2 separate regions of the Anas platyrhynchos genome follow, and region 1 is linked to region 2. The links are chromatin contacts, called in public Hi-C maps. All regions are on one chromosome and are shown on one strand. Each heading gives the region's core, a stretch centred on a gene start, on an enhancer-like site or on the middle of the called end of the contact. The rest is flanking DNA. Distances are from core to core; before and after follow the strand shown.

Region 1 (5,589 bases), core at 362-2,861, 34 kb before region 2:
AATAGATGTTGAAGCTGAAACAACTGGAATGTTTTATTTGTTTTAATCATTTTCACTTAAAAAATGTTTGTAGGGGAAACAAATTTGACCTTTCACAAGCATTTTATTTATTTATTTTGACCACGTGTGCATGTGTGTATGTCTCTCCCCCAGGAATAATACCAGCTGGGGATACTGAAGTCAATTCCCCCCTGCTTTTCCTTACATGAAGCTGGTATTTATAATGAGCCTCCAGTCAGCTCTGTCATGTTCAAATGAACTTTCTGAATTATTGTTGTTCGCCTGATTTCACAATCAGCCCTTTGCAACACACAGCACTGTCACAAGCAATCTGACCAAAGGCAAAAAATTTCTTTAATGTCTAGATCGGTTTATGCTGGATAATCTCAACACCTTTCAGCACCAGTAGTATTTAAATACAGCTGAAGTGAAACAAAATAGTGTCTCTGAATTTTCAAAAAGTCTTGTGCATCAGCTCTTTCTCTTTTGCTACAATCCTGTAAGTAATATTTTCTTTTTCTTTTCTTTTTATGTCTGGTTTATACTTTGTGTCTTGTCTTGGGCGTGAAGGTTAGAATGTTTTAAGACTGATGGTCTTTAACATAGGCAAGTGACTTCTTTGTTAAAAAGCCAGTAGATTTATAAAGCTATATATAAATAGTTTTTTTGTTTTGTTTTGTTTTGTTTTTAAGGGGGCCAAGGAAATTTAATAATGTATCTGTCCAGTATATCCCTACTTTCTCGTTGATATTGATCGAGAGCCCTTGTCTTTTGGAACATCACAGGACTAAAATGGGCAGAGACAAGATCTTTACTTGCAACTTGAAGTCCATTTCCAATTCCCACTTCATATATATTTTTTCTTTACTTTTCCCTGACTAGCTCCACTTCCCAGTTTTCCAAAGGAAATGGGATTGAGATGCAAGGGTGGAGAAAGAAGGTTGTCTATGCCCATTCTTCATTCAGCACTTTTTCAATCATTTTTTCATCCTTTCTTTTACAAAAAATAAAAGATACTAATGAAAACCTTCCCAACACTTGCCAGGCAAATTCTTCTTCCCATATGAATATATGCTGGGATAAAATATAATGTTTCCACCGTGGGGTTTCTGTGAATGTGCTAAATAAAGATGGAGACAGATTCACAGCAGCTCTTTTTATATAAATGTATTGGTATACGAAGTGTTAACAAGGTTTAATAAATAAAAAATAAAAATTCCTTATGTCCAGCAGCAACAGAGCTGTTCAATTGCCAGGATGAAGGCTTAGATGAGCTCTGAAAAAATGCTAGACATAGGCCATAGGCAACTGATGTACATTAGCAGGAGAAATCCTTTTTTTTTTTTTTTTTTTTTTTTTTTTGTCATCTGATTATTCTTTGTGAAATGTGAGCCTTAAATTCTTAATGAGGCCTGTGATTTCTTTCTAGTCTTATGATAGCATAATTCTGATTTTAATTCTTCTTCAGCACTGACAGGAGTTTTACATGTTCCCAAGGCAGCACAGATAGTCCATGGCAAGGCTGGAATGGCTTTGTGCCTCTTTAAAGATGCTCTGAATAAAACCTCACTGTTACTCCCAGCCATTTGCCACAAGGGTTACACAGGCTGCACATAGCTAGCAAAGCTCTGTCACTGAGGTATAAATCACAGAACAAGAGAAGATGCGTTCCCAGCTGTCAACTTTGCATCTAACTTCGCCGTGTTTCCTGTATTCTAACTTGATATAAAATCTGCGCACCAGCAGAGGGCATTGCACGCCTCAAGAAAATACAGATTGCGAAACGATTGCAAAGGAAGGGGATATTTTTCTGACCTTCTGAGGACATTGCATGTTTTAGAAAGCTAAACAAAAGCTTAATTGAAACTGAAATTTCCCCAGCACAGGTTCTAACAGATATTTCTCAAGTGCTCATTCATTCTAGTAGCTCTTTCACTGGGAAAAACAATAAACGAGTTAGTTTTCACTTGTAAACAAGAGGTGAAACTTAGTGATTAGAACTGAAACCTTATTTTCCCTTCTCAGCAACTGAAACTGAGCAGAAACTAAGAGCATGCTTATTTTTAACCTATTCATGGGATAGTTTTTGTTTTCTTCTTTCCTGCTGCTTAGCTGACAACACTGCAGCCCTTTTCTCCTTAGTGAGCCACATTCTCACCTTGTCTCTGTGGATTTTGCTTTATTAGCATGAAGTAGAACTGAACTCCATCAGCTGAGGAGGCAGCCTTTGAACCTGGCTAGTCAAGAAGATCAGCCAGAGCTGGCAGTACATATTTTAAATAAACAGCAATAGAAAAATAAATCTTGCATTCCTTTTACAGGCCTTCAGCCTTTTACACAGATCCTGGATATAATAATAATATTATTAATTATTTAGAGGAGGAAATTGTCTCAGCTTGCCTTTTCATCTTTAGATTTGAAAAGAAGTTCTCTTACAAATGTTTTTCTATCACATAATTTCTCACTACTTGGTATCAGTTGCATTTCTGTACTGGGGGTTTTTTAGTTAGAAGCAGGTTCCTCAGACAAAGCACTACAATAGAAGAGTTCATACACTAATGCCTCAGTGCATAACTGTGTTACCAAATAATCTAATACATACTTTTTAACTGTGACCTACAGTTAATTTTAGTAAAATGTTCTCTTTGAAAAAAAAAAAAAATGAAGGAGAAGAAACTTTTTAGTTCAACCCATCAGATAAAATTTAGAAACAACTGAGTATTTCTGAAACATGCTAAAACAAAGCTTATTGAATAAACTGCATAAAATAAAATATTTCTTCCCAAAATAATATTCAATTATCAATGAGGTTGCTGACAAAACTGTTGTTATGCAAGAAAGCAAAAAAATAAAATACAGATGAGACATCAAACAGTGAGAATTATGATTACTTACTTCAGTGGACTGCATTTTTTACACAATGTTATAAATGAAGTCTCAACTCAATCTGAATTTAGTAATATTTATAAAATGTATAAAAGGCAAGTAAACAGTGCTGGGTGTGTGGGGAGTCTATGCTCCACCAACATGAACACATGAACATCAAAATTTCTAATTATATAGAACATTGCTTTTACATACTAAACCTGCACATATGTACAATCAGAAAAGGAAACAAACAATCCTTTAAGTCCCATGACTTAACTGTCTCCATTTTCCATTCCTTTTGAACAATATGTCTGGCTTTAAGTTGTCAAGCAACTCGGCCTTCGGGCCTTCTGTATCCCGTTCTTCCCAGATGGAAGAAAAGCATATCCATCTCCTTTTCAAGGCCAATAGGCCTGGGTCAAAAGGCACGTCCAGGTCAGCAGGGGGTGTAACAGCAAAAGCCTTCGATGGCTGTAGCAGCAGAGGGGCCCATGGCGTAGCAGAAGGATCAGTAAAGGAGCCCGCAGCTCCCTCGCTGTCTGGCAAACCACACGTTTCTGACTGTGGTCCCACAGGGCTCTTTAAGGCCTCAGAGATTGCTCGCCAGGTGCTGAGCAGTCCCACCGCAACCTTGTGGTTTTTAGTAGCAGAGTCCCACACCTTGACCTCAATTTGGTCCCATATAACAGCAACAGCAAACACCCAGAAACTTCCATGCCTTAACGGGTGGAGAGCAAGCAACCCGAGACTGCATGGAGTCTCCTGAATCCCCCTTCTTTGTTCCCTCTAAACTCTTTTACATTCCTGATGGCCTCATCGTTAAGAGTCTGATGTTATCATTAACCACGGGTCTTGCCGCCCCCATGGTCACACTCTCAAATCTCCCCCTTCTTTATTAATATCAACTATTTTCTCGACACGAATTTCCATGTATATATATCTCCATTCCATATATAATAAGGATGTAAAGAATATAACAACCAATGATATTTTTATTATACAAAGCATTCCAGCTCTTCAAGTTCATAGATGAGTATCTAACTTTAGATCTTAGAAGGTGAACATATCATAATTGTTATTTGTTTATAATGCAAGGATGTACAGTGACTTAAATCCATTGGTTAGATATTACAATTCCTTTGGGTGATTTCCAAGGTGACTTACAAAATGTTATTACTTGGAAATATGCACTCACTTGCCTGTTTATACAGTGTGGTTTTGTTTCCTTACCTGAATACCGGAGCAGTAAATTAGTAGCTTATAATAATGTGTATATTGGAAATCTACCTCACATTGGGAAGTACAATGTTTGAATTTAAGTCCAGTCCTAAAATTAAAATACTATTTCCTTTTGCTTTAGAAGACCATAGGAAAAATGTTTTTCCAATAAAAAGATAAATGCCCAGAGACATGTATGGAAGTGGCACACAAACACTTTTGGTTGTGCTTTCCTTCTGCCCATTTCAAAACTCAGTAAAACATTTTGTCAGTCTTAGGTGGGAAAAGTCGTTTGTCCAACTAAGCCTAAAATTAACTTTCAGCACCATCTAAGCAAATGAAAAAGTGCTTTGGCTTTAAGCTGACTAATGTTTAGTAACTTCTGTCCACCAAGCCAGTAAGTTAAGAGAGTGAGAGCTCAGTTCAAAGCCCAATTATTGGAAACGGGCCATGCTGTCTCAGTACAAAATTTTCTGCAGGTGCTTAAACTGAGCTCTGAAAACAAAATAGAAAACAGAACTTGTGCTTCACATTGCAAGGAAGAAGTGGCAGGAGGCCTTAAAAATACCTTATATTTCCTACTCCTTTTTTGGCACTTTTTTTTTTTTTTCCCTCAAAAAACGTCAACTGCAAATCACAAACACCATGCAACCCATTTGCCATTCAAAAAGGTTAATTTGCCTCATGCCATGCTTCTTAAGTAAAAACTTTTGCAGCAATTATACATAGAAGCTAATTATGGATGAGATAAATTTGCATCCATATATTAACTAGTAAGAAAATTAGTGAAAAAAAAAATTGCTTTGTAGCCAAAGATCGGCCTTCAACAAAAGTTATGAATAGTTATTGTTAACATGTAATTATCAGGTTATTTATGAATGTATTTTTCTTGGGGGGGAAGACTTTTTTTTTTTTTTTTTTTTTAACACTGTTGCTTCTTTGTGATAGGCAAGAGCTAGAGGGGAGTTGCTAAGAGTCATCCCAAACTATAGGAAGGCCTAGACAAAAGAATGATGAAGCATTTATCCTAACCCTCATATGGAAAACATGCTGCTTCTAGTGTTGGTGCTAACAAGAGGAACCGTGGGTCAATGGCAGCTGTCTAAGTAAGAGGACAGAGGAAAAGAGACACTTGGTATGATCAAGGGAGAGATATCTCTGCATCACTTGTAAACAAGTCCTTTAATCACATTTGCTACTTCATTAGCATTTGAACAATTCTTAAGGCACTGTCTTGAGATAAGAAAGATGGCTTTAGCTCCTTTATGCATGTACTGGATGTCTTTCAGAAAAAACATTTCCCATGCGAATAATGAGGATAAGAATAATAACATTTCTCTATCTCAGAGAGCTGTTTGTGAGAATAAATTATATGCTCAGATACTAAAGCAATGCATCCCAGTAAATTAAAATTAATTTTGAAAACACAATATACATATTTCCATTATTTTTTATATAATTACAATTCAAAAAGCTCTTTTAAAATAAGCTATTTGTATGTAG
Region 2 (5,712 bases), core at 1,855-4,354:
GGTGGCACTGAAGGTAAAGGAGTATCATATTTTACTGTGTGATTTGCTGTCTTCTGGCCACTACATACTAAATTATTACACGTTTTCTTTTGTGGAAAGAAATAGATTGCTTTTCAAGATGTTGAAAATTTGGCTTGTCCTTTACATCGAGGTGTTTGCTTAGTTGCGGTATGGTCAGAATAACATTGAATATTGCAAAAATGTTTGTATCACTTGTATGCCTTACTACTTTTCATACTGATGAATCAGGACTAGATCTTCCAAAGTGTTTTTCCCCCAACATCTATACAGGTCTTCTCATTAATGTTTGACTGTTACAGCTTGCATAAAACTGTTTGCAAGGAGTATTCTCTGTTAAATACTGTTATACAAAGCTGTTTATTGTGACAATGAATTTTGCTGCCTGGTCATTCTGTAACTCTTTAATTCCTGTAAAATATGTGGACGGACAGCAGTTTCTCTTCTGAAATAACAGGTGCTTGATACAAACTCAGAGACTAACAGACATCTGTATGAATTGAGCGTCACTTATTTATATATGTGTCTTATGAAGTCCTGATAGTTTAGTCTTGCTGTTGAACAAGCTGATATTATCTGGTACTTGCTGTTCTTGTGGGTCTATTAGGTCCTCCAGAGTAGGTTCTCTTTTTTTTCCCCTTTCTCCCAGGCATTGTATTACAAAGCAGTACTCTTCCAGTTTATGCTTGACAGTCTTAAAATAGTTGTAACCTGGGAATAGACAGAGCTGTCAGAATACTTCTCAGGATCTGAGTCCTTCAAAAAGGAGTGTACTAAAAGGGGACTGTTCCTGGGTTGTTTCATGGACTGCTGTCAGAGGAAGGGTAGGGGATTTTCTTTATTATGTTGGGATGGTGGCTGACATCCTTTTGCTTATGATATGCTCTTGTGGAACTTTGACAGGTCACTGCTGCACCTTAGGCTCCTTGGAGATGAGGCCAATTTATGCAGCATCATACAAAAGAGCACCACTGAACTTCCTGGGCTGGTGGGGGAAGAGAAGTGATATTAATTGCTTTGATTCCTACAGTTGGTAGGATATGATAGAAAACACAGAATTAGGCCAGAGTTAGCATTCGCTCATAGAGATAAACATACAACCTTTTGAGGTATAATCACCAATTTCCATATGGCTGACTGACGATGATAAGCAACAGACTGACAACTATGTCTTATTGACATGCTGCTTACCACCACAGGTTGTGAAAAAAGCACATCATGCTGCTCTGGTCCATTGCTGGTACTGAAGTAACGTTGCCAACAATTGTAAAGTATCACTATTCCAGTTGTGTCATATGCTACCATAGGCATCAGTCCTTATAATTTTCCTCAGGTATTAAGATACTTCCTCCTAGCAGATAAGTGCTCTCTGAAATTGGGAAAATAATTTTGAATAACTTTTTAGTTTTATAGACTTAAAGGACTGACATACAGAAAACCAAAAGAACTAAAATAGTGTAACTATAGTACTACCTTACAGCATCTTACTGCTTTGAAAATTGATTTCTCAGAGCACTTATTTTCTTATTCATCTTATGCTTCACTATATGAGGAAGACCTGATTCTAGGGGCTGAAGCAATAACTGATTGAAATTTTACAGCAACTACTGGCTAAACTAGAACTTTCAGTGAAATGGGATACTACTAAATCGTGTTGGAAGTGTTCAGTTGCTAAACTGTGCTTGCTTTCAGTTTTAAGCTTTTTTGTAACATGAATGACGAGATCCAAAATGCAGTTAGGTGGAAACCAGAGATGGCATACATCTGAGGAGAGAGGTGGAAAGGAAAAACAGTTTGCAAATGATGGATGGTTTTTCCTAGCAATTAATCACTCACTACAACAGGGTAGTGAGACAGCTTTCCTGTCTCTCAACAGGGTGTTTCTGCAGGAGATAATTAAGAAAGGTCAGCTGGTGGCCCAGGGGATATTCTAGCATGTGAACACTGAAGCTGGGTCTGTGGTGACCATAATGACAACTATTGGAGGATCATAAGCATAGCCCCGGATAAGACAGGACTGTTGAGGTCTTCCTATCTGAGGACATAGAGCTACTTTAGTACTATTTTGTTAGAGATCTACAACTTCAGATTTCAGAAACTGACTTGCAGTGTTTCAGCCCAGTACTGCAACCTGCATTGTTGGCTAACTGGTGAAAACACTGACCTTGTGTACGTGTTTCGAAGTGGGAATGCAAGTGTGTGGTGCCACAGGTGGGGAAATGAGTTTGAAGAAGAATCTTAAAAATCCTGTGCTGGTTCATCTTTGCAAGCAGTGCTTTTTGCTGATTTTTTTAAGCAGTGGTGAGAACTGAGTCAGGATGTGGTAGTAAACTGCACATTAAAAGCCCCATTCAGGAAATAATGTGGGGTTTTCATTTGTTATATGAAGTAATGAATTTTAAATTCTTTATTGGCATACTTGAAAACAGAACTGGTATATAAAAAATGCTTATTTTGGCATTCAGGCTTTGTCGTTGTGTGAAGAGGGTAGATAACATTTCAGATGGGGAAAAAAATCCCAGTATAGAAGAAAACTTACTGAAAAACGAATATATTCCAGTCCTAAGAAAGAAGGGGAAAAAATCTAGGTGGACAACTAACAAAAATACATTTTCTGTTTAAAAAAAAAAAATATTGCAGGAACTGAAAATAAAAACAAAGAAAAAAGCTAAGAGGACAACTAGAGATTCAGCAGGGTTGATTTAAAAAGTATAAAACCTTGTGTAATTATAAAGGTAACTTTATAATGAGACCTGTAGTGTTGTCTGTCACTGTTTATAAACTTGTGGAGCTGTAAGCCTCAGTGCATCTTCCAAGAGAAGCGTGGTACTGTCCGTGGCATGTGGTGTGTTCAGGTGGCTGGAGATGGAGGAAGACAATGAGAGCAAGGGCACACCTGGAGCCTTGTGTAAACATCTGTTGAAGGCCTTAGCAGGAGGATCAGTGTTTAAACTCACAGCAGACTTGACAAACATTTTCTGCCCAAGTAGGTCAATGCAATTCAGGTTAAGTCAGTAGTTGTATCTGTTTACATTCATTTGGCTTAACTTTAATCCTGTGGTCTGTTCCTTGTTCCATTGCTATATTGCAAAGAACCTTGAAGTGTGCTTTGTGTGGAGCGTATTAAATTGGAGGACTGACTGTACTTGTTTCTGTTTAGCTTGAAAAGCTTGTTGAAACGATCGACTAAACAGTAGGTTAGGAGTGAATGTTTTTTCAGTGAGACAAATTTAATAGGCTTAAAATAAATAAATGATGGTATTTCCAATAGAATTCCCCTTAATTCACCAGGAACTATGGTAGTATACCCTGAAAACAACTGTTTCCTTCCTTTCTAAATTATTTGGAATGAGAAAACAAATAGCTGTGGAAGAGAAGGCAGTTCAAGTAGCAGTTACTCTTCCTAGAACATCTATTTTTTTTTTTTTTCATTTTATTATAGTTCAGCAACAAGGCATATGTATAAATATTTCAAAAATGTGTGTGAAGAATTCAGTCTGAAATACCTGTGTCCCACAGTTTGTTCTTGTTTTTGAAGTCACCTATTACAGTCACCTCCAGTCCACAGTTCATGTTTTGTCTGTCTCCAGTCTTTGCATGGCAAAAGTAATGTTATTTCTCCTTTCCTTTCAGATAGTAATCAACCATTCTGTGTATTCGTGAAGTTCTGCTGAAGCCTTAGATTTAGCTCTGCAGTTGGGAGTTGAATTTCTTCTTTCTGTGGCACTTTCACAATACTTGGTAAGAAATGGAAAGCTGAACAAAAAATGGGGTTCTTTGGTTTTAGGAGTCACTGGGTGGGACGAGAACAGGTGAAATACGATCTCAAGTTCATTACAGCTGTAGGAGTGGCAGAAGCTTACTCTAACAGAAGTAGGTCTAACAACTGAAACTGAGTGAGCTGAAATTGTAAAACAGACTTTTTTTTTTCAGACTGTTACATCATGTGTGGTTAATTCCTTCCTATTGACAGTCATAGAACATTCCTCGTTAAGTAAACTCAACAGCTGGTTCCTGTGTCTACTTTTATGAATACTTTTGTGGCTTACTGTCACCTTTTCTTCTCTCTGTATGCTGCTCCCCCCAGGAAGGGGGAAGGTTCACCAAGCAACTTTGCATACCCGCTGTGACTTGCGAGGAATGCGCCACAGTCTGAATTCGATATGTGTGGGATTGTCAGGGATGATATGCTAATGTAAATAGGACTTTCTCAGAATGCATTGGTTCTGAGGAGCAGACTTTTTAAAATACTTTTCATCACATCTGTTATGCTGCTCATACTGTTTTTCATCTTTTGAAGCAAGACAAGAGTCAAAATGGTAGGCTAAAATAATTCATATTTTAAGGAAGTCGCCTCTATGGGGTAAGGATATGCCGATATTATTGTGGTATCCAGTCTGTTTTAAGTAAAGCATGTAGTCCTTACTGATGTGAGGAATTAACTTCAGAAGCAAAAAACAAAACAACAACAAAACAAATTTTGCACATTTCAGAAGCTAGTGTCCATTTGAGAGCTGCCAAACAACTCGACTAAATGTGCAGTTACTAACCTTTCAGACGAGTTTGTGGATTATAAGAAGTTTAAGAATTAAAATACACTCAACTTGTTAACACTTCTTAGGTTCTCATAGCCCAAGAACCTGTTTATTTAATGAGACAATACATTTAAAAAAAAAAAAGACTCAACCTAAGCTCTTTATGATAACCAATTTTTACTGTAATTCCTTAAGTTAGGTCAGATACAGGTCAGAGGTGGGGTGTTACAGTTGTGTGGCGTTTTACCGAAATTGAAAGTTGTGATATTTTTATTTGTGGATATGAGAAGAAAATTCAAAATTGTTCCAATTTATAAAAATACATTCATAAGTAGTGTAGAATGAGAAACATTCTAATTGGTTTTTATCAGTGCATGAACTTTTTATTAAGACTTCATTGTAATTCAAATTCCTAAACTACAAGTTCAGTTGGCTACTGTATTCCAGGGGCTTAGACAGTGGCTGCATTTTGTTAATGTTATGCACCTTTCTTCTGTAATTTCTGTAACTCTTTGTAAAACAGTCATTAGAACGATCCTTAAGCTCTGTCTCTGCAGGTGTTGCAGTTTTGGATTGCTGAGCTTCACAGTATGCTTTCTGTAAGCTTTGTGGAGTGCAGCTATGTAGAATGTTTTTATCATTGCATGTTATGCTGTGCTTATTTTGGTCCTGGGTCAGCAGTCACAAGGAACCTTGGACTGACTTGCCTTTTTCCTTTAGCCTCTACTAAAATAGCTTGTGGGGTGGCTTCATTTGTATATGTAAAATTATAGAAAGTTTATCTGACCTCACACATTTCTTGTCTATGTTAGAAGCAAGTTAATTTTACCTTCACAAAGGCAAAAGCTTACATAAAAGCATTAGAAGGAAGTATGTTATGCCTTGACAGAATATTTCTCTACAGCACAGGAAGTTATTTTTCATGAAAAGGTCTACTTTGTTTTCTTTAACTTAGAGTGTTTGTTTGTGGGTATCATCAGCAGAAATTCTGGTGATACTTTATTAACTAACTTCAGGTATCAAATAATCCCAAGACCATTAAATCAGAAAATACCTAAATAAGTTCTATTTTAGTTCAGTGACTATCTTGAAATTGGAAAATATTATTTACATGGAAACAGTTTGCAGTGAAACTGAGGACACTGATAGAAACTCTGTA

Evidence for each region. A called contact is a pair of places that touch in the nucleus more often than the background predicts.
Region 1: a Hi-C map of skeletal muscle shows a contact between it and region 2, with 3 times the contacts expected there. The contact joins two enhancer-like sites. A contact is called at or near these places in 5 of 8 Hi-C or Micro-C datasets (F5 follicle, liver, skeletal muscle and 1 more).

The regions. Positions count from the first base shown.
Region 1 is chr2:48,015,128-48,020,716 of IASCAAS_PekinDuck_T2T, reverse strand. No RefSeq gene overlaps it. Among named protein-coding and RNA genes, the nearest start is that of PCMTD1, 19 kb to the right of the region's middle. Within about 2 kb of position 1,611, at least 1 of the 8 cell types and tissues checked has an H3K27ac peak or open chromatin away from gene starts, as enhancers often do.
Region 2 is chr2:47,982,958-47,988,669 of IASCAAS_PekinDuck_T2T, reverse strand. PCMTD1 (protein-L-isoaspartate (D-aspartate) O-methyltransferase domain containing 1) reads left to right here. Exons shown (of 7, transcript XM_038174321.2): 2 at 3,652-3,759. Among named protein-coding and RNA genes, the nearest start is that of PCMTD1, 13 kb to the left of the region's middle. Within about 2 kb of position 3,104, at least 2 of the 8 cell types and tissues checked have an H3K27ac peak or open chromatin away from gene starts, as enhancers often do.